Linked DNA regions of Mus musculus: regions 2, 3, 4, 5 and 6 are each linked to region 1. Evidence: chromatin contacts called from public HiChIP or PLAC-seq and Micro-C data. All regions are on one chromosome and are shown on one strand. Each heading gives the region's core, a stretch centred on a gene start, on an enhancer-like site or on the middle of the called end of the contact. The rest is flanking DNA. Distances are from core to core; before and after follow the strand shown. Region 1 overlaps Rgma (repulsive guidance molecule family member A). Region 2 has its middle 12 kb from the start of Gm36865. Region 3 overlaps Gm36865 (a long non-coding RNA gene). Region 4 has its middle 120 kb from the start of Gm36865. Region 5 has its middle 240 kb from the start of Gm36865. Region 6 has its middle 88 kb from the start of Gm36865.

The links. Hi-C and Micro-C count contacts between places; a contact is called where the count stands out from the background. HiChIP or PLAC-seq counts read pairs in DNA pulled down with a chosen protein or histone mark.
Region 2: a contact with region 1 is called in a Micro-C map of stem cell-derived neurons, with 2.7 times the contacts expected there. The contact joins two enhancer-like sites. A contact is called at or near these places in 7 of 39 promoter capture datasets (the 3T3-L1 cell line, embryonic stem cells, hippocampal neurons and 2 more), 3 of 484 Hi-C or Micro-C datasets (embryonic stem cells, reprogramming fibroblasts and stem cell-derived neurons), 13 of 115 datasets of contacts at active chromatin or transcription factors (the NIH/3T3 cell line, differentiating embryonic stem cells, embryonic basal ganglia and 8 more) and 1 of 9 other capture datasets (embryonic stem cells).
Region 3: an H3K4me3 HiChIP or PLAC-seq map of stem cell-derived neural progenitor cells shows a contact between it and region 1, with 15 times the contacts expected there. The contact joins two enhancer-like sites. A contact is called at or near these places in 10 of 39 promoter capture datasets (the 3T3-L1 cell line, 3T3-L1-derived adipocytes, embryonic stem cells and 5 more), 1 of 15 datasets of contacts at CTCF or cohesin (the NIH/3T3 cell line) and 11 of 115 datasets of contacts at active chromatin or transcription factors (craniofacial prominence, differentiating embryonic stem cells, embryonic basal ganglia and 8 more).
Region 4: a contact with region 1 is called in an H3K4me3 HiChIP or PLAC-seq map of embryonic limb bud, with 5 times the contacts expected there. The contact joins two enhancer-like sites. A contact is called at or near these places in 9 of 39 promoter capture datasets (the 3T3-L1 cell line, 3T3-L1-derived adipocytes, hippocampal neurons and 4 more), 1 of 484 Hi-C or Micro-C datasets (embryonic fibroblasts), 14 of 115 datasets of contacts at active chromatin or transcription factors (the NIH/3T3 cell line, craniofacial prominence, differentiating embryonic stem cells and 10 more) and 1 of 9 other capture datasets (embryonic stem cells).
Region 5: an H3K27ac HiChIP or PLAC-seq map of neural progenitor cells shows a contact between it and region 1, with 7 times the contacts expected there. The contact joins two enhancer-like sites. A contact is called at or near these places in 7 of 39 promoter capture datasets (the 3T3-L1 cell line, cranial neural crest, hippocampal neurons and 2 more), 1 of 15 datasets of contacts at CTCF or cohesin (the NIH/3T3 cell line), 2 of 484 Hi-C or Micro-C datasets (cortical neurons and muscle stem cells), 12 of 115 datasets of contacts at active chromatin or transcription factors (astrocytes, craniofacial prominence, embryonic basal ganglia and 8 more) and 1 of 9 other capture datasets (embryonic stem cells).
Region 6: a contact with region 1 is called in an H3K4me3 HiChIP or PLAC-seq map of neural tube, with 7 times the contacts expected there. The contact joins two enhancer-like sites. A contact is called at or near these places in 13 of 39 promoter capture datasets (the 3T3-L1 cell line, 3T3-L1-derived adipocytes, HPC-7-derived erythroid cells and 6 more), 1 of 15 datasets of contacts at CTCF or cohesin (the NIH/3T3 cell line), 3 of 484 Hi-C or Micro-C datasets (cochlea, muscle stem cells and ventricular fibroblasts), 15 of 115 datasets of contacts at active chromatin or transcription factors (the NIH/3T3 cell line, astrocytes, craniofacial prominence and 11 more) and 1 of 9 other capture datasets (embryonic stem cells).

What each region holds. Positions count from the first base shown.
Region 1 is chr7:73,397,978-73,401,488 of GRCm38.p6, reverse strand. The region is part of intron 2 of Rgma (repulsive guidance molecule family member A); the gene reads right to left. LOC115486533 (a long non-coding RNA gene) reads right to left here. Exons shown (of 2, transcript XR_003946803.1): 2 at 1-3,511. Among named protein-coding and RNA genes, the nearest start is that of A730056A06Rik, 24 kb to the right of the region's middle. Within about 2 kb of position 1,803, at least 133 of the 459 cell types and tissues checked have an H3K27ac peak or open chromatin away from gene starts, as enhancers often do. A contact at or near this core is called in astrocytes, embryonic basal ganglia, embryonic forebrain and 5 more, where this site is marked.
Region 2 is chr7:72,837,060-72,840,420 of GRCm38.p6, reverse strand. No RefSeq gene overlaps it. Among named protein-coding and RNA genes, the nearest start is that of Gm36865, 12 kb to the right of the region's middle. Within about 2 kb of position 1,945, at least 12 of the 459 cell types and tissues checked have an H3K27ac peak or open chromatin away from gene starts, as enhancers often do. A contact at or near this core is called in stem cell-derived neurons, where this site is marked.
Region 3 is chr7:72,772,245-72,775,875 of GRCm38.p6, reverse strand. All of the region lies in intron 3 of Gm36865 (a long non-coding RNA gene), which reads left to right. Among named protein-coding and RNA genes, the nearest start is that of Gm36865, 53 kb to the left of the region's middle. Within about 2 kb of position 1,690, at least 23 of the 459 cell types and tissues checked have an H3K27ac peak or open chromatin away from gene starts, as enhancers often do. A contact at or near this core is called in embryonic basal ganglia, embryonic forebrain and stem cell-derived neural progenitor cells, where this site is marked.
Region 4 is chr7:72,702,617-72,706,003 of GRCm38.p6, reverse strand. No RefSeq gene overlaps it. Among named protein-coding and RNA genes, the nearest start is that of Gm36865, 120 kb to the left of the region's middle. Within about 2 kb of position 1,788, at least 4 of the 459 cell types and tissues checked have an H3K27ac peak or open chromatin away from gene starts, as enhancers often do. A contact at or near this core is called in embryonic limb bud, where this site is marked.
Region 5 is chr7:72,587,754-72,590,966 of GRCm38.p6, reverse strand. No RefSeq gene overlaps it. Among named protein-coding and RNA genes, the nearest start is that of Gm36865, 240 kb to the left of the region's middle. Within about 2 kb of position 1,361, at least 49 of the 459 cell types and tissues checked have an H3K27ac peak or open chromatin away from gene starts, as enhancers often do. A contact at or near this core is called in astrocytes, muscle stem cells and neural progenitor cells, where this site is marked.
Region 6 is chr7:72,736,885-72,740,258 of GRCm38.p6, reverse strand. No RefSeq gene overlaps it. Among named protein-coding and RNA genes, the nearest start is that of Gm36865, 88 kb to the left of the region's middle. Within about 2 kb of position 1,793, at least 9 of the 459 cell types and tissues checked have an H3K27ac peak or open chromatin away from gene starts, as enhancers often do.

The DNA.
Region 1 (3,511 bases), core at 554-3,053:
AGCCGAAGGCACTGTTTGTCTTGAACTATCATTAACCCTCCAATCTTCAGCTATAATCTTGAGAATGATATCTGGACCAAGAGAGTCCATAGGCCTGCAGAAACGGTGGCCCTGTCTGGACTCACCCACAGGAACCCCCTGAACATGTCCTAAAATCGCTAGGGCAGAAAGGGTGCTTCCTGTCCCGGATGCTTCCAGCTGCTTCTCGGGGAGTTCTTTCCGTGCCCTCCTGTAGAACCCCCCAGATCTAGGCTAAAATGTAATGGCCCCACCCCACTTTCGGTATCTGATATACACAGAGGTGCCCCAGGCTTCCTTCTCCGTGCTACCTTCTCTGGCAGCTGCTCCTCTGGGAGCCTTGAGTAACCTGGCCAGCTTCATTCAGGGCCTCAGGAAGGTGGCTACAGGACACATCTTTCCCGCATCGGTCCATCAATCTCCCATAAACAGGCCCTCCTCATCTTGATTCTGTCTTTCTCTCACTCAGTTCTTCTATTTCTAATCACTGTGGGGCTGAGGAAGCTTCTTGGGTCCCTGTTGACTCTCACACTACCCGGTGAATTGCACCTCTTGATAATCTTTGCTGATACCATCATGCAACATTCCAGAATTTGTAAGGCTAGCCCCGCCTAAGCATAGAGTGTGTTCCGAGAACAGCACTCACACTGAAAGCATCTTTTGAGACTTCAGATGTCATGCGTACACCGCGCCCCGCCCAACCCCACCTGTGTCCAACTCTGTCTGGTGGAACCCTGGGTCTCCCATGTATCCAGGGTTCAGGGAGCATGTATGCGCTCATAGCTGGCCACTCACATTTTAAAGGTAGAGCTCCACAGTGCCTCCCAATTGGATTGAGCCACATGGCTCAGGCTCAGATGTCATTACTTTTCGGTGGATGGCAACCCCTCTGGGAGGCAGAAAGTCAAAGCAGGATCTCAGAATACTAAATGGACCCGCATGATAAGGAAAAAAAAATCTGCTCTGCTAGTACAGCAACAGATCCGTTTGTTCTCAAGTCCTCCTTTGAGCTGTTAATCAAGCCCAATCTTTCGGAATAATAGCCTGCTTATTACCACCCTGTTTGCATGACAAAGCATCCCAATAAAACTTATTTTGCCGGGGCCCAGAGGGGGTGTGAAGGATCAACCATGAGAAAGGAGTCTTAGGAATTCCTCGAGGCACTCCGGGGCCAGAGCCTAGGAATAAAGACAATGTAATTTGCCACCAAGAAAAGCCCAATAGACCAATAAATTACCCGCGTGCAAAGGGATTAGATCAGGTTTCAGAGGCCTAGGGGAGGGGCAGGGTACTACGGGAGGGAGACAGCCTTGCCTTCTCTTAAAGAGGTAAGTATCCCTTGGAACATAAGCTCCAGGGTCAAGACGTTTCCAACTCTGCCTGCACAGCGACTGTCTGAACTGATTTACTTGCTCGGAGATCTGGCTCCTGATGTGCGCTGGGAACTGTGATGGACGCCGTTCTCGGAACACACTCTGTGCTTAGGTGGGGCTGGCCTTAACGAATTCTGGAATGTTTCATCTAAGTCTGGATGGAGGCATGGCCTTATCAGTGAAGACTCTCAAGAGGCAGCTATTGCCCAACTTCAAATCACTGCCCTTTGCCGGTGCAACAGGAATCGTCCCGTCCCCCTCCCAGCCCCCACGCCCGCTAATCGGCTGGCATCCTGATAGATTCTGCCACCAGGGGGCACTAGATGAAAAAGGAAAGGTGTCCCTGGAGTCGCCACTGCTGGCGTTCCCACCACCCTTCTGCTCTCCTCCGGCCTCTAGCTTCTTTGCATGTGAGTGGCTCTGAGGTACTGTAAGCTCAGCAAGCTCTTTCTGTTCCCTTTGTCACTTGGCACTCTGAAGTGTAAGCGGTGTCCTGCTGTGTGCCTCGGCCTTTTGGAACCTTACGGTTCCCAAGCTTAGCTCCCTCGGTGGAACCGCCCTTGGGAGGGGGAGGGGAGTTCACCTTCCTGGCAAGCCTAGGAATGAAGCACCTGCAAGATGACCTCAGCCAGTGACGAGCTCCGAAAGAAAGCCCCAGCGGCAGGCAGCCCCAGCACCGGTGCTCTATCTTAGTGAACAGTAGGACTTAAGAGGCAATAGCTTCAGTTAGGACACAGGCGGGTGGAAGGAATCTTCTATAAGTCTGCCTGCCTCGGGGAGGGGCCAACCCTGAAGTCTGAAGTCTCCGTGTCCCTTTCCTCACTGTCCACCTAGTGCGGGAAGCAGACCTTAGATAGGATTCTGGAAACGGGTCGCATCAGCATCCTGAAGGAGGTAGGGGAAGGGCACTAAGTAGGGGTCTCCTGCTTATTCTAGTCCCACAGTAATGAATCTTGGTGGGCGTGGGGATGGAGTGGGGGTGTTACGGGACAAGGACAGATGCCCGAGGCTCCCTGTTGGCGCCGCTCCTGCAAGAATTTCACTCAATCATCCTGGCGTAAACACCCAGGTGTTTGGCCCCAGATCCTGAGAGGGACACACCCAGCAGACTGGATTTTTTCCCAGGTGCTGCGTAGCCTGCCTCACTTAATCTATCACTGCAGATCCTAGAAGGGATCACCGCTCCTGGGTGACATTCCAGGGCCAGGCAGCCTAAGGGCCCCAGAACCGCCACTTTATGGCAATGTGTTTCCCACCCGTTAGCTCTACTGGGAATTGTACGTGCTTCCTTCCGAGTCTGGTCAGGGGGACAAGGCTGAGAGCAAAAGGGAGCTTTGGGGAAAACCTCAGGTGACCCAGGAAGAGAAGGCAAAATTGTTGGGGGGCCGGGCCCTGGAGGGTGAACTCACTGCCTACCCAGCGTGGACAGAAGTGGCTAAGTGCCACTCCTAGAGCCGGGGGCAGGACAGTACTGCCTCCTCCGTCACACCCTGCCAAGGCTGCCCTGCCTCAGCCTCCACACATGCCAAGTTGTTGCAAGCACCCTTGATGACTGACTGCCAAGGAGAAGGGCACACCTCAGCTTTCCAAACAGGCCACCCTCCCCAGCTCCCACAGGAGCCGTGGAGAAACAGCGCTTGAGCAAGAAGGGTGGGCGTGGAAAGCCCTGACTCCGCCCTATAGTGGGAGGGCATAGGCTGCCTATCAACCGAAGGCTGAGAGCACGCCTGGGTAACGGGCCCATAGGGGGTCAAGCAAAGGGACAAGGTCCTCACCCCAGGAACATCCTGCTTTGGGGGAGAAATAAAACAGCCCTGGGCACGAGTGGTAAGGGAGGTAAGAAAGGTTTTCCCAGGACAATGAAGCTGCAGGTGAGAGCTGTGGTGGTTCTGGTTGAAGCATGACCCCTGTTACTAACTCCAGGCTCACACCTGAGGTGACAGCTTTATAGTCAGGACTTTGCTTCCAGCCATCTAGGCTTTTGTGCTCAGCGGCAGGTCAAAACACCTCTGAGGAGAAGAAAAGAAAAAAAGAAACAAAAACCCACCACAGAGGCACACTGTCTCCCTCCCTGCAGTCTGCAGGTACTGGAAGAGCGCATGCCAGGCTGGTATCCAGGT
Region 2 (3,361 bases), core at 696-3,195, 560 kb after region 1:
TTAATATTAGAACCTACTTTTTCAGGATTCTTAAGTAGACTGAAGACTAGCAGCTGTATGGGAATTCCCTGGGATTCCAGTCCTAGATTAGCAACACACGCACACACACACACACACACACACACGTCACTGGGCCCAAGCTGGTCCTGAGGCCATAAGAAAGTTACCTGGAGAAGTAGTTCAAATGGTTACTGTTTCTACTTCTGCTATAATGCCTGCTTCCCCCAAGAATACACCTGTAATTGTATGAGGTCTACCTTATAATTGGTTGACTGAGGAAAAGAAGACTAAGGCCTGGTTTACTGATGGTTCTACACACTGAGCAGTGTAGAGAGTGGATAACTGCAGCATTCCAACCATTTCTAGAAAATCCCAAAAGACACCATGAGGAAATCTTCATAATGGGCAGAACTTGAGGCAATGCGCGTGATCATACATTTTTTTTTGGAAGGGATATGGCCAGATATACAATTGTTCACTGAGTCATGGCTGTAGTCAGTGGACTGCATGAATGGTCGGGGACTTGGAAAGGGTCTGAACAAAGAATTGGTGAGAATGACATTTGGGGAAGAACTATGTGGATAGATTTATTGGAATTGGCAAACGGTGTAAAGATATTTATGTCCCACGTAAATGCTCATCAAAAGGTGCCTACAGCACCTCCCTATTCATTGAGCAGTCAGATAGATCAGTCTTTCATCTTGGAGCAAGTATCCTTCTTTCTTTTCCATCCCTTAATTAAGTGTATTATCTCTCTGTCTCTGTCTCTCCCTGTCTCTGTTTCTCTGTCTGTATGTCTGTCCTCCCTTTATATATAATAATACATAGAAGAGGTGTTGCAAATGGCTATGGACTTTTGTCATCAGCCTGGAAAGGTCCATCTGACACTCTGTTTGCAAAAGCCAAGGTACAGAATCAGCCTAGGTGTCTAACAACAATTGGTTGGAGAAAGAAAGCAGTGTGTTTGTGTACTCATGTGCACCTGTGACCCACCCTGTGAATGTGTGAATACACACACACACACGTGCACACACACTGCTGGATTATGCAAACATGAAGAACATAAGCTTGTCATTCATAGCTAAATGACAGGAACTGGAGGGCATGGAGTGAAATTAGCAGCCACAGCAAAAGGTGGCCCGCCTGTTCTTCTTCATATGCAGAAGCTAGAAATGTCAACGTGAAAGCAGAAGTGTCGTAGTTTTCACTACAATTTGAGGAGGGTGGAGACGATGGGAAAGGGTGGTATAGAAATATATCACATTACCACTAGTATGGTTAATAAACACTAATAAGTTAAAAACTGAATCAAATAAAAAGAAGTGAAAATCAACACACCTGAGGACTATACTCAAGAGGGACAAGCATGTGCCTTCAACACACCTGAGGACTATATTCAAGAGGGACAAGCATGTGCCTTCAACACACCTGAGGACTATACTCCAGAGGGACAAGCATGTGCCTTCAACACACCTGAGGACTATACTCCAGAGGGACAAGCATGTGCCTTCAACACGCCTGAGGACTATACTCAAGAGGGACAAGCATGTGCCTTCAACACACCTGAGGACTATACTCAAGAGGGACAAGCCTGTGCTCAGGAGAGGTGAGTATTGAGAAGCATTAACGTGGAGATGGACCTGAATCCCCCTGGCAGGCAGACAGAGCTGGATTTCCATAGACAAAAAAGGTATGATGAGGAGGCTCCATGACAGCACATAAAAGGGGGAGTTGTCAAGGGAGAAAAGCTGAGTTCATTTAGCCTGACAATTATTAGCAATTTACAGCAGTAGGTATGATTATTAGTGAGTGAAAATTCATGAGATAAACAGTTCTTTCAAAGCCCTGGGAGCAGGCAGGAGGATTTTGTCCCCTTCTGCTCGGTGACTGACATTAGACATTCAAGACACTCTCCTCGCGTTCATTATGTGGGGCTGAACAGAATCAGGCAATCCTAACCTGCTGTGCTCTGCTGCTAATCTATTCCAACACCAGCGGAATATTAATGGCAGGGGAGCACAACACTTTCCATGACCTCTGCTATTTTGTGCTGTGATGAGACCAAGCACAGTTCTGCACTTAATTACTTAGCGTTGGACTTCGGCAGGAAAGAATTCAATTTTGCAATAACAAACTTTTGGGTAATTGCACACATAATCAGAGCACATTTGGTCCACTCATTGGCTATCCTGAGGGTCAGGCATCATTTCTCTCCCCTTTTCAAGGAATGCCATACTTTTAAGGCCACTGTCTATATAGCCTTAATTAGCAACATGAACAAATAAACTGCATGTTAGACAGCTTCCTCCCTCCCTCCCTCCCTCCCTCCCTCCCTCCCTTCCTTTCTTTTTTCTATTTTTTTACTTTAAGATGTGCCATCCTTTTGCATTTTGTATTAAGGTCACATAGGTTATGGTGTTTTTCTTTTCTTCTTCTTTCTTTTCTTTTGTTCAACTGTACTTGGAATCTAGGCAGGGTTTTCCCTGGATATTTTTCTTGGCCAAATTCCTCACATAAAATTTGCATTATTCTAAAAGCTGGTGCGTTTTCTTTTTGTCCAAAAGAAAAATTATAAAATTGTGCTGTTCTACAAAGCCAAGGACATAATAAGGTCCCGGAGGACCAGGGACAGTTTCTCCTTGACCCTAGATTATAGGACTATAATAATGTTGCCGTTAGCCATAGAGAAAGCAGCTGGTTCCTTATCGGTATTTATATAGTAAGGAAAATGAAGACAGAAATTCCCCACTGCAGATGTTGGTGTAAGCTGCTCGCTTGTCTAAGTTACAAGATTAGTTTTAGCAATTACATTTGGTATCCAATAATCTGAGAATCGGTTCTTCTTTGTGTTTCCTGATATTCACCATTCTCTCCTACCCTGGACAAAGAGAGCTGTGTACATCACAGAGGTCAGGAAGCATACCTAGGCTTTCTCAGTCCCCAGGAAATTATCTCCTTTTCTGTACCCACTTCAGTGCAGCAGTCTGACTTCTCCCTGATGCAGGGGATGCTTCCCTCAAAGAAAATGCTCTGCATCTAAAATTCTTATCTGAAAACTGAAAAAGAGCCTTGACTTTGTTGGTTTTCTAGAAGAACAGTCTGGAGTTCTGTGCGGGATGCACCCCAGTGTCGGAGCCTAGAGGGGTAGGCTGGAGTTGTACAGGTTTTCTTGGGTTGTACCTTCCTGATGGTATACCTGCTCATCTCCAGGTGCTCTTTAAATCTTGGGTCATTCAAGAGGCTGCCAAAACAATTGTATTCATGATCACAACGATGGAAGGTTGGTACCTGGCATGTTTACAACCTCTTACCTTTGCATAAAGTGCACACAGCTTGCTGGGGTTTGCAGCTCAGAGATAGA
Region 3 (3,631 bases), core at 441-2,940, 630 kb after region 1:
TTACTTTTAGAGAAATCAATGTACTTATGTGCGTTTGGACATCTGGACATGACAAATGGCTTTCTCCATCTAAGCTTGTCCTTGCTTGCTCTTTCAACTACCATCTGTGTGGCTTTCTCTAGACACTTTTCATGTGGGGACCATTTCTAAGTCCTAGGTCAGAAAAATGGGCAAGGGTAGAACCTTATTATCAGATATCTTCTGAGTATTTATCATGAGGTTTACTTACATTTTCCCATTCAATTCTCATGAACAAGGTGAGGATAAATACATTCTAAAGCTGAAGGGAGAAACTAAGGGTTAGAAAACCCTGTTTAGAGATGCAGCACCCAGTAAGTGGGTCCTTTCCCTCTGGGCACAGATGGTGACAGATTCTGTGGGCCATAGGAGATGAAATGAAAACAGAAATCCAGTTTGTCAGGAGCTCAAGAGAGGTGAGAGGAAGCAAGAGAGGGAGGGGTTCTGAAGGCGCTGCAGATAAGGACCGGGTATCTCCACAGGCAATTTTTGCACACATCTCTGCTAACCTTGAGTTATGTTTCTAGAACTGGAACAAAATACTAGACAGAATAAACTTAAAAGAACAAAGGGTATATTTTGGCTCACAGAGTCAATGGTTTTAGCCCATGGTCGTTTGGTCCTATGGCTTGTGGTGAGGCAGGATATCATGGTGAGAGTATTTGGCTGCACAAAGTTCCTCACCTCGTGGGAAGGAGGGGGAAAGGGGACGTAGAAAGAGAGAAAGGGAGGAGAGGTAGGGTGGGAAGAGGAAGAAAGAGGGGGTGTGGAGGAGGGGAATAAAGGGAAAGGTAGAGGCAGAGGGCAAAGGAAGAGAAGAGAAAGAGAAAGATGGAGGGAAGAGAGGAGAACAGGGAGGTTGGGGCTGGGGAGAGGGCGGAAGGAAAGAAGAATAGGAGCAGGTTTCCAACATCCCCTTCTGGGCCTGCTCACCACCTCCCCAAAGCACCACATGGCTGGCGACTAAGCCTTTAGCATATGGAACTTTGGAGGACCTTTAATGTCCACACAGTAACATCCCACAATGCATCACTGCAGTTTGTCTTGTCTGCTGCCCCGTGGGCTTGACTCTCCCCAGTGCTTCCTGGACTCCTAGCCTCCTTGTCAGCCTCTGCAGCCCAGCATCCTGCTGTCATAAGTCAGCCTCAGACAGTTCCCAAGGCTCATCTCTCATGATCTGCATTCTCTCCCCTCCCCTGCCTCCCCTTAGGTGCTGGTGTTAAATGTTCTTGTCAGAAGCAACTATTTACAGGCCATTAACAACAGAAAGGATGATTAGGATGAATAATGCATGCTGCCAGTCAGGGGCTTTAGTATTCAGTACAGGCCTCTTCCCAGGCCAGGCGAGGGGTTGCTATGGAGTATGCTACTTCTTGAGAGCCCAATAACATGGAGAAGCAAGGGCAGGCTGCTGTGGGCAGGGAAAACTTAGTCTCTTAAGCTCATCCTTTGAGAGAAAAGCAGAAGAGATGGGGGTTTGTTGCATTTGTTCTTTGCAGATATTTTCACCTTTCTTCCCCAACATGTCCCCATTACACACAGACACACACACACAGACACACACACACACACACACACACACACACACACACACACACGGGTATTGTAACCCGGGAGACCCAGGTGCAGCTGTGCAATGACTGTGCAATCCATGCCCACATTACCATTTAAATCCTAGTAACATTTGTCTTCTAGTTTCTTTGAAAAATAAGGCTTATAGAAAGTGAATGTATTCAAGGGACTAAGTGCATAAGCAATAGATGGCTGTCAAACACATTCTCTCTCTCACACACACACACACACACACACACACACACACACACACACACACACACATACACCCCTCACACACATTTCTTGATCTCCAGCTGGTAATAGAGATAGATTAACCATCACAGAGGCTCATATCAGAAAGCCCAAGAAGCCATGGTTCTTTCTGATCATTATTGTGACTGGATACATTCTAACAGAAAAGAATGGCCAAGAGAGGACTCAGTCAATCTAGTGACCATTGCTCTTTTTCTGTATAATTTCTCAATGATAACATCAGAGAGAGTAAGTGAGTCTCATCCCAGGATCCTCCTAATTATCAACTTTTAGGCAATATCTTTTCCATATGCTTATCTGTGTTACTATATGGAATCAAGAGAACTGACTATCTAGCAGAGAAGAGGTCTGTACTATTAACAAATTGCTTTGCTATGCAGAAATCAAGGCCATTTGAGGTACCGGTCTAAAAAGTCATATTTGGCAATAATGAGTTCCATGTTTTTATTTGTATTAGGGCATTTTTCAGGATCTATTTCATAGGCTTTTCTTTCTGTCTTCTGTAGCATGAGATTCCTGCAGAAGTGACATTGAGCTCATAAGTACAGGTGCATTAGTGTTGAAAGGCAATGTTGGCCAGAAGGATGCTGGGTTAGGTCACCTGCTCTCTTCAACTGCTCCCGGGAAGGAATTGTAAGGAAGAGTTTATTTTCTGCTAGCTGAACAGAGGTGGGACTGAACCACACTAGTCCTCAGCATAAGTTCATCACACCTATTTATTTTATGCCCACCTTCCCTGCTTTACCTTTCTTATTGCCCTCTAGATTTCTCTGAATATGTTTACAGTGCTCTAAATGCATACAACCCTTGGTCTAGACCCTTTTGGAAAGCAGGATGGACTCTGGGTTCTGACATTCTCATCTTCAAGTCTGACCTTCCACTTTCCTTCTAAGCAGCAAACATAATATTTGAGTTACCTTTCCAATTTCTTTCTCTGGCATGTGGTTTTAGACATCTTTATTGCTTTAGCTGTGTTTTCCTCCACACTCATGTCTGTGTTGCTTACACAGAAATGCAGGTGTTTGTGGGTTCGGCTCCCCAAGCTCATTTGTTTGCTAACCCTGCAACCAAACTCATCATATTTTGAGAGATTCTTCATCAACAGACTAGAGCTCCATTTCAGCCTTCAGCGACCCAGAGGCCCAAATAAGAAGTCCACCTGTAGGGTTTAGCTCCTTGGGTACTTTCTCTAGCTCCTCCATTGGGGGCCCTGTGATCCATCCAATAGCTGACTGTGAGCATCCACTTCTGTGTTTGCTAGGCCCCGGCATAGTCTCACAAGAGAGAGCTATATGTACCCCGGAGCTCTTGACTCTAGCTGCATATGTATCAAAAGATGGCCTAGTCGGCCATCACTGGAAAGAGAGGCCCATTGGACTTGCAAACTTTATATGCCCAGTACAGGGGAACGCCAGGGCCAAAAAGTGGGAGTGGGTGAGTAGGGGAGTGTGTGTGGGGGTATGGGGGACTTTTGGGATAGCATTGGAAATGTAAATGAGGAAAATACCTAATAAAAATATTAAAAAAAAAAGAAGTCAGCCTGTTGTTGATGGCTTCCTGGCAGCTAGAACATGGTCAAATAGCCCAGGCTTAATTAATTGGATATTGCTACCTGGGATGGTGAGTTGAAACAATGAACATGAAAACACAAATATTTCTTTGCAAATCTACCAGCAAAAGTGATGTGTCAAAGGTCAGCTCAAGTAGCATCAAGAAGCAGTGGGGTCTATGATCAACCTGATCAATCTGCTCTTATAACCTTGACTCTGATTTCTGAGTCCCAGCC
Region 4 (3,387 bases), core at 539-3,038, 700 kb after region 1:
ATTCATTTCATAGGCAAACCCCTCTGCCTTGCATCTGGAAGTACAACCTATCTCTCAACTCAACCCACCATGCTACATCTTTAAGCATCCCAGCATTCATAAGTCAAAGGTGATGGGGGATGCATTTTGTTCTCTACAAAAGAGATATGGCATATCAGGGGGATTAGAAGTGACTTCCAGCAAGCAAGCTTCCTCTTAACCATGTGTGTTGCATGTACAGAGTTTTTAAAGGGCATCAAGCTGCTGTTTGGGGACTCACAAGGCTTCAGTTCCTCCTCCAGGCCGGGTTCATTGCTTCAGGGATCTGGAGTGCTCTGGACTGCTTTAGCATAGACCAGCACGAGGAAGACTTGGTATCTTGTAAAAATACAGGTTGTCATCCATTGAGCAAGCACCAACTACCAGGAGTTGCAGTTATTTTAATGGAAAAGAACAAGAAACTCTGACTGACACATGGCTGTTTTGTATCTTGTCTCAAGCCAACACTTGTTATTAGTGGTTATTATTGAAACATTAATTTTGCAGGTGAATGGAGTTCAATATTATGAAGACCTACTAAACCTGTTTGGTCTGAAAGTGCTATACATTCTTTTTCTTTCCTTCTCTCTCTACCTCCCTCCCTCCTTCTCTCTCTCTCTCTCTCTCTCTCTCTCTCTCTCTCTCTCCACACACACACATTATATTTTTCTCTACCTATATCATCTATCTCTATCATTTATATCTATATGTCCATCTAATTTCTATATATATCTATAATTGTCTGTCTATCTATCTATCTATCTATTGAAAATTCTCAGCTTGAGTTTTGCTAATTTAAGAAGGTTGAAATAAGCAAATTATTTAGAGTATTCATTAGTTTTGTGAAATCTTTTGCCAAAATTAACTTAGGAAAGGATGTTTTAAAATTCTAAATTTCAAAACCATTCCTTATATTTCTGTCATCTATTTTGAAAATTGATTTAAATTAAGATGTTTTTCTATTACTTGACCAACAATCTTCTTTAATATGGGTTTTATGGACCAGAGAAGACATCACTATAGTTTAATGTGACTTATAAACTCACCTATTTAAGCTTCTCCAGCAACATGGCAGCTTTACGATGGGCCCTTTGACAGATGACTGGATCATGATTAGCACCTCATAGACAGGTGTGGAGAAGCTATTTCCTTCTGGCTTTTGCCCATCTGCTTTCCACCACACAAGGCCACTGCACCAGTATTCCCCGGAGGACTCAGTCACAAGATGCCATCTAGGAAAGAGAAACTGATCCTGTACCAGGCTCAGAATCTGCTGGAGCATTGCCCCTGGAATCCCTCCCCACATAACTTGTAATAAATAAAACTCCACTGTTTATAGATGACTCCACTGTTATAGATGACTCAGTCTCTATTTTTATTTTGCGATAGCTGTATGAATGGACTAAGACAGATATGTATTATTAAAAATTGCAGTTCTTAAACATCCTTTCTCAATATGAACTAAATATGTTGAAAGGCTACTTCATCAGGCAGCTGGTGTCTTGCATCAGGGGAAAATCTTGGACACCTTTATGTTTTAGCGAAGACTTAGGTGATGGTCGTGCCCAATGGTGGGTACCACCGGCCTAAGATTTTGCAGAAAAGACGTAGTTCTTTGTAATTGCATTTGTTTGACACATTTATTGCAACAATCTGTGACTGAAGTGAGAAGCTTGGGATGCAGATAGGAATATAGCCCACCTCTTGGTCTTTTGGCTTCCATACGTCATGACAGACATTACTAAATCTCAGAGTTTGTTACAAGCATTACATCAGATGTACTACGGTGCTGTAGGGAATCCCTGGCTGTGGGTTTGCATCCAGTTAATGGCCTGTGTGTGAATACTAAGTGCATCCACCTGTTTTGCTGAGTGGCCATGGGGACCATTCTGCACATATGGGGGCTTTGGTGGGGAGGGTGAAAGGAAAAGACATTTTTCTTAGCTTTCTGCTTCCTGTGATGACCTGAGGCTTTCATTTTAATAAGGAATTCCTCTCCTGGCAGAGAAAGAAAACACATGGTCTATCTTTAAGTACATAATGTATGTTTCCTCCACATTATTTTTGGAGAGCATAAAGTATGATTAAGGGAAGTGAACACGTGCTGTGAGAAACAGGCTCTGTAGTGACTGGGATGGCTTCCATATGTACCGGGGTAATTGCTTTTCCTGATCCCTCTGCCATCCTCAACAAAACGAACAACTGTTACTCCAAAGGAGACCATATGGCTTCAGGCACTGGATGGCTAGTGTAGGTAACAAACCAGGTCTTCCCAAGAGCACTGCAATTCAAGATTATATGGCACTAATACAATTGGAGGTAATGTTGACCAGCTCACTGGCAAAACTCTACATCTACAAGCTACTAGAAACCAATGCTCACATTTTCTTCCCCTCTCTGAACACAAAACCATCATCTAATTTGTAATCTTAACATATGCCTTTCCATAGACCATTCAGAAGAGTATCTTTCTGACAGCATGCGACAATTGGGGTCAATCTCCCGTGACTTTTCAGAATGAGATAGCCACGCGTGATTCCAACAAGGTCTATATTCAGTACAATATCATGTAGGGTTCTGAGGCCCCTAGTAAGCAAACTTCTACTAGTAATTTTGTAGACAAAATATCTTAACTGTCTCCTGCAATTGCAGGTTCAGAAAGGAGGATGCAGTCTGATGTGCCCTGGGGTTCCCATGGCTGTACCCTCCTACAAAAGGAGATGTCAGTCTCAAGATTAGAAGGAAGACCAAGATATTTCTTGATTATATTTCTGCATTTTGGTGGCTAGAGAATGCAAAAGATTTGCTTCTGGAAAATATCTCAGACAAGCGGGACAAAGCCTTCATGACAAAAGTCTGTCCGGTGCCTGCCTGGCTGCTGTTTTGGGGAGTCATCCATATGATCACAGCAGTACTTAATATTTCATTGCTGGATAATAACACACTATGGCTTTCAACCAAATATGTTTACATCATTTCCTCTCAGTGAGCCATTGACTTGTTGTCAGTTTGAGGTTAGAGAAAAATAGACTACTGCCCCCAGTTTCAGAGGCCGTCAGGTAGCTCTTGCTTCATAATTCTCTAGAATCCATTATGACTTCCTTGAATCTTCAGTCTTTACCATTGCTATAAAAATAATTGCTTTTAAATTCATGGTTTCTTGTTTCTAGCCTGGCAATAAGGCCTTCAAACTCTTGTCTATAGATTGGACTCATTAAGCAGTGTTTGCCTCTCAGAGGAAGTGTGCCCACATACCTGTGTGTTTTCCAGAATCACCAAGAACTTATTGGTATCAGCATACAATGGTATGTTGGTATGCATGTATTATAGGCATGGAGGAAAATGAAAGAACCCACAAAGGAGGAATGG
Region 5 (3,213 bases), core at 112-2,611, 810 kb after region 1:
GCTGCTGTGAGCAAGCTCAATGAGTCAAATGAGTCATCTGCCCACTTACTTTCTACTCAGAGTAACAGGCGAAGTGTGACAGAAACTGAGATGTTAAATTTATAGTTTTAGAAACCAGGCATCCAAGGGACTGGATGTCTCAGCTGAGCTAAAGGTCCCGTGAATGAAAAAAGTTGGCAACCATAATCAATATTTTCTTTCTAATGAGAAGACTTTTGCTTTCTTTCCTGTCAAGATGTCCTCTTCTTGGAAAAAAAAAAGATAATTCCTAGTGACAGATTACACTTCTGAGTGTGAAGTGCCTCAGGCAAAGGGCACAGTTCCCTAAACGGATACATCAGATATGAAAGAGGCACAGGCAAGAGGCTGGGATGAAAAGGGGATGGTGGTGCTATCTTGGGATGAGTCACCACTGTCACACTGCAGGGGAGGAGAGGGTCCTTTATCTGAGGACCAGGAAGTATGACTGATACATATTCATCTGCATCCCTGAAAGAATGCTCACCACCCAAATCTTCTCAAAAATAGATCCTGACATTTAGGGCTTATGTCCTGTGAGATTTCTAGTTTGGATCAAACCAAACAGAGAGAAAGTTAATTACTGAGTTCTGAGGGTAGAAGAGGCTCCAGGGCAGCTGAGTGTTAATGGCTTTATTTATACACAATGGATGTACAAGGAACAACACATATTGAATGTACTCTGAGTTTGGATGTATTATTGAACATAGAAGACACTTCTCAAGGTTTTCTTGTGCCCTTTGTATTTCGTGTGCTTTGGATCTGCATGTGCTAAGAACCCTTAACAGGGCATCTACCTATTTAACAAAGGGTATGACTGTTGTTATTGTATATATACAGTCCACTTAGAGAACTATGTATACCACATTGTGATTATATAGTGAGCATTTTATTATTATTACTATAATTACATAATTATTATTATATTAATTATTATACAGGTAAATAAACTCAGGGGAAATTAAAAGATTAAAAAAGTGTTAAAAGATATTACACAATTATAATTTTAAAAATCTGCATTAAAGTGGACATACATAAAATAATGAAATGAGCTCTTAATATGACATGTATAAATAATAAACTACATTTCTTCATTGGATTAAAGTAACTTTTACAGTAGTCATTTCAGGAGATAGTTTATAAGATGTTTTTCATAAATGTTACTTTGGATTTTTATTCCATGCCTGCAGTACCTCTACATTCAGCCCAAACCATCTACACGATATAAAATGGCTTCCCATGTGAAGAGAAATGCATTTTGACTTGACTCACCTCAAGTCCAGCTGTGATGCTTCTGCCGTCTAGGACCCTTGCCATATTTGGGCATGATGAACTGCTAAGTCTGGCCTCAGACATGCCCAGCCAAAACTGCTGGACTTGGCCAGCGTAGGGCCTGGGAGTGGGCTTTGGTGCTGAGAATGCAGTGGCTGGTGATGTTGGGCAATCATGGAGTCATAGCAGCAGAGAAATCAGAATCCATATCCAAGCTCAACTCCTTGATTAGCTTCTATTTAAATAAAAATTTACTGAGTTTTTCAGCTGTCTTGGCAACATCAGATTCCAGCCTGGAGAGGAAGTATGTGAGTCAGAGGTGGGAAGAGGCAGCTGGCCTGGTACTGTTCCAATCGTCCTCCTCCTCTGAGGACCATGTCTCCTGGAGCTTTGTGCTGCATTTACAAATAGCCTGCAGGGAGCCTGAGCATTGTGTAGTTATACTCCATCAAAGCTGTCCTGGAGGCCATTTCTGAGTGTGTTTCAATGCATGATAGCCATCAGCATTAGCCCTGTCCTCTTGAGCATCATAAATGAGTGATCCTCAAGAAACCATCCCACGGAATGGAACAAAACAGGGCATTGAGAAACGAAAAGAAGGATGTGTCTCTACATGGATTCTAAGTCTGTGCCCCCTGCAGATAATCTCATAAGACCATTTAGACAAACAGGGAACGTTTGCTCCCATGCACCACTTTTAAAAGAAGCAACAGTTAAACCTAGGTCTGAATGACCATCCTGCTTCACAATCCAAAAGTGCCTTCATGTTCTCCCAGCTTCTTCATCTCCTTCCTTTTATGCTCTTTCCCTGTATTTTAGTGGCATAGAAGTAGTTAGAGGCATGAATCTGAGGTATAGACTCAGTTACTCAGTCTCTCTCCTCTACAGAGAAAAAAAATATGATGAATAATATATATTATATATTAGATATAATTTACATAATGTTGTATTGTTTATTATATATTATTTTATTTTGTTATATATTATATTATAATTATTATAATTATCCTTTAATTATAATTATCATGTATGATTATATGTGTATATATGCATGTATATGAAATGTTTATAATATAATATACAATAATACATATTATTATTTGTTATATAATATGATATAACATATTGTAATGGTAATGTATAATAACATATATATGATATATTAGTTCTTCCTTTATAATCAAAAAGTGTTTGTTTTAGAGGGTAGAATGAGCAGGGCTTAAACTTTTTTTTCTTTTCTTTTCTTGTTGCTGATTCCTGGAAAACAGGATGGAAAATATAATCATTTTGGTGGTGTGTCTGAGAAAGACCTTGAAAGAAAGCTCTCCAGATGGCAGTTCTCCATCATAAGATACAAAATGAGATGCCAAGGATGACCAATGGGTAGGTTGAAGAAGGCTCTGTCTCTGTAATAACAAAGATATCTTAGAGAAAGCAATCCAGAGTCTTACTCAGCCAGGCTCTACCTTAAGACTTGGAGTTGCCTGTTGGAAATCTTTACGTGTTGTAGTAGAGCTGAGAAGTGTGACTGGGGAAACCATGGTGTTGGGTAAACATGAACACACTACAGGCTGCTTTGTTGGGGCAGAATGCAAACTCAGTTTTGTCCTGTGTGAGCGATCTCTGAACTTCTCAGCCCCTTCTACTGTGTGAGAATACAGAGTCTTCAGGAGGCTTAATTAAGTACAAGGGCTGAACGCACATTGCTTAGACTGGATTTCTTGTGTTTACTTGTTTTGACTGCATACATTCCTTTCTGCTTCACAGACAGGAACCTGCCGTGAATACATAGTATAATCCAGGTGTAAACTTATCTTGAATTCAGGAAATTGTTCTTGCTAAATGTCTCAGACTGTTGGTTTATTTGTTTGTTTGTTTGATTGTTTTGTAGCACTGCATCTAAATGTCCATGCATTTAAATGT
Region 6 (3,374 bases), core at 544-3,043, 660 kb after region 1:
GGAAGTGAAAGCAAATTCATTATATGAAGGGCAGGGTCGGGTGGATAACATCAAGAATGAGAATGGAGTGAGTAGCCATTATCACAGCTTGTGTCCCCCTCCTCATGGTAGCAATTTAGGTTAACTAAGGATAATGGAGGGAAAAAACAGACAATTGGCCAGGGCAAAGTTTCCCAGGTTCTGAGCATGGGCTTAATTCTAGCTTTTCTCCCTGTGAGTTAATATTCCTTGCTAAAGTAACAGGAAGGAAGAAGCTCAGGGCAATACAAGCTTCTGAAAGGACTCCCCTTATCAGGTAAAGTAGCTCCTGAGGGAACCTCTCCCATTGCTTCTGCAGTCAGAGAAGCTGGGGTGGAGGCAGGAGGATGCCCCTAGTTGAGAACACTGGGAGAATCAACATATGCTTATAACTTCTTACTTGCAGCAAACTACCTATTACTGGGAACAGCTTTTTGGATATTGGCTTTCTCACCATAAAAGATGGCGGTAAAGATATTGCCAAGGATAGTAAGGAAAATCTTGTATTTGGATGCCCAGTTCATGGTCTGGTCTGTTATGGGTACATATTCAGTAAAAAGGATCTTTCTGGTTTCTTCTGCTATTAGACTCAATAACTAACAATTTGACCTGAAACATACACCTCTTTCTTTCTTTTCTTTTCTTTTTTTTTTTTTTTTCCAGTTTTCTCTCCTGTCTAGAGTAGAGGGTAAAAAAATTCAGTATAGGGTCCTCTCTGGCTCTAGTATGCACTTTCAGCTGTCTGAGTTACAGTTGTCTGTAACTCAATATTTGTTGAATAAACGGAAAAATGTGGTTAGGAGCATAAAGGCATATGCAACAGAGAGGCATCTGTGATTTTACACCATGCGTGACTAGAGAGGATCTGAGATTAAAGACTGTCTATTGTCTAGAGTAGACACAGGACTGGTTTCTCTCTTCTTTTATATTTAATAAACTCCAGGCCAGATGAGTCCTAAAAATTCATAAGGACCTGAGTTCCTTCCTCAGATCTTTCCTTGAATCCTCCCATTTTTTTTTTTTTAAGGTCTGGGCTCAGTAGCCTATGCTAGGCTCATAATTCTAGTGATGAGGAGGCAAAGAGACATATCCCTGGATCACTGGCCAGCCAGACTCGTCTGCTTCCTGAGCTCAAGGAGGTTGGAGCAGGGACAGCGAGATGACTCAGGTGAGATGGCAAGTAACAGTACTTGCCACCAAACCTGATGACCTGTGATTGACTGCCCAGCAGCCCCAGGGTCAAAGAAGAAAAGCAACTTCCAAATGTCATCCTCTGACTTCCACATGTGCGCCGTGGCATGCCTGCCTGCATGAGAGCACACATAGAAAAATAACCACACACAAACACGAATAGAAGAATAAATGTAAAAAAAAAAAAAAGAGTTTTAAAAAGAAGTAGGTAGCAATAAAGAAGGCCGATTGAGGTTGTCCTCTGGCCCTCATAGACATGCACACGCCTGCACACATACTAATCTAATGTGCACACACACATTTGTGTGTGTGTGTGTGTGTGTGTGTGTGAATAGCCTCAGGGAGAGAAGAGTAAGCCAATATTCAGAGACCCATATGCTATTTCTTTAGAAGCTGTCAAATCTGTGTCTGAAAAATCATCTGTATATTTTCTGCGGTGACAAAGGCGACACATTTACGTCTCCTACAGGACATTAAACCCCACAAGCAAAGTAAATGCCTCATGACAGATGATTGATAGCTCTTTCCCCTGACAGCCTCTGGCACAAAACTCTCCCCTCACGCCGGTCTCCAGAGGTAGCTAGAACAACAGCTGAAAGAGCCAGCTTGCTCTCTCTGACACTGTGCTATGCAGGCCTAAACATGCGCACACCATAAACACGTAACATTCAATTGACCTTTAGCTTATCTATAAACGCAGAATGAGCTGCGTGGACCCCGATCCACCAAGGAACCATTTCAGAGGAATTTATTTCCTCTACTATCCATAAAAATAAATTGCTCTTCACAAAGGGGAGACAAAAACATATCCTCCCTTCCCTTAATAAGATTATTACGAAGGAATGGCTTCTCTGGACAATCATTACTAGGAAACATGCTGAGAAGTTTTTATTCTCTGTGCTGCCCGCCTCAGATTGGCAGGAGCACCACAAGGAAGGCCCCAGAGGGGTGGCTGTTCCTCTCTTTGTGCTGATTCAGTGAGTCATGGGGTCACGTGGTTCTAATGTATATGAACTTTTCCTGCAATGTTGGCCTTCACGGTTTTCTCTATGTATTAGCCCCAAACGGATGGAACACGTAGAGATAGTTTTAGACAGAGAACACTGCATTTAGGCATACATGCACTCTCGCACAGAGACACTCACACTGTGTGGGCCCTGTGCCCTGCTGGTGATGGAGCGAAGTTCCTCTATAGTCCTTAGAAAAGACAAGAAAGCTTCCTCCAGCTCTGAGGTGTGCCGCTGGCCTTTATTTCCATGCTTGTTCAGCTGCTGCCTGGCCAGAGAGACTACAGGGGAAGCCCTGCTGGGCCCGAATGAGATGAACCCTAGTGGTTCCCTCTTGTTCCTGGGGTTCATGTTCTGCAATTCCCAATGGATATCTGAAGTCCTGGATAGTAGCAAACCAGTAGGTACTGCGTGTTTCCCTACACATACATGTCTGGGTTTACACTTAGTCTATAAGACAGCCACTATAAGGAATTTACAACAGAATCTAATAATATTATCTGACTATACGGAGGTATCAGTGATTTAAAGCTTATGGATTACTTATTTCTGTATTTTTTCCAGTTGATATTTTTTGATGATGGTTAACCTTATGTAATTGAAGCAGCACAAGACAATCATACAGAGAAAGGAGCACTTTTGTATTCTGCATTCAATGTCTGCTAAGAGAACACCGTGTAGACCTCCACAGTGGGCTGCTATCCCTTTGGAAATGTAGAAATTAGGGTTCAGATCCATGAGCCACTGGGCTGAGACCCTGTGCTAAGGTGAAATAGAGCTGGGAGGGTCGCTTCTCATCAAGCTCTGGAAGAGAAGACTTCCCTTGTAAGCGGCACTGTGGTAATGGCGGTAGAGACCAGAAGTTCAGAGGGCTAGCCACATACAGTAGCCGTGTACCCAAGGCAAGACAAGCTCCCAGTCTCTTGGAAGAAGCAGGGCCATCTTGTCAGAGAGAACTTGAAATGTATTTTAAGTTAAAAGACAAAAAGATATCCTTTCTCATAGATGAGCTGTGTTCTGCAGAATCTTAGAATTTCTGTTAATGTAAGCTGAGAACAAGCAGGTACTAATATTAAGTCTAGGACCAAGTCTTTAAATATGACTTATATTTTACTTTACCTCACTGTGCATGTTTGTGTTAAATGCATGTGTATATGG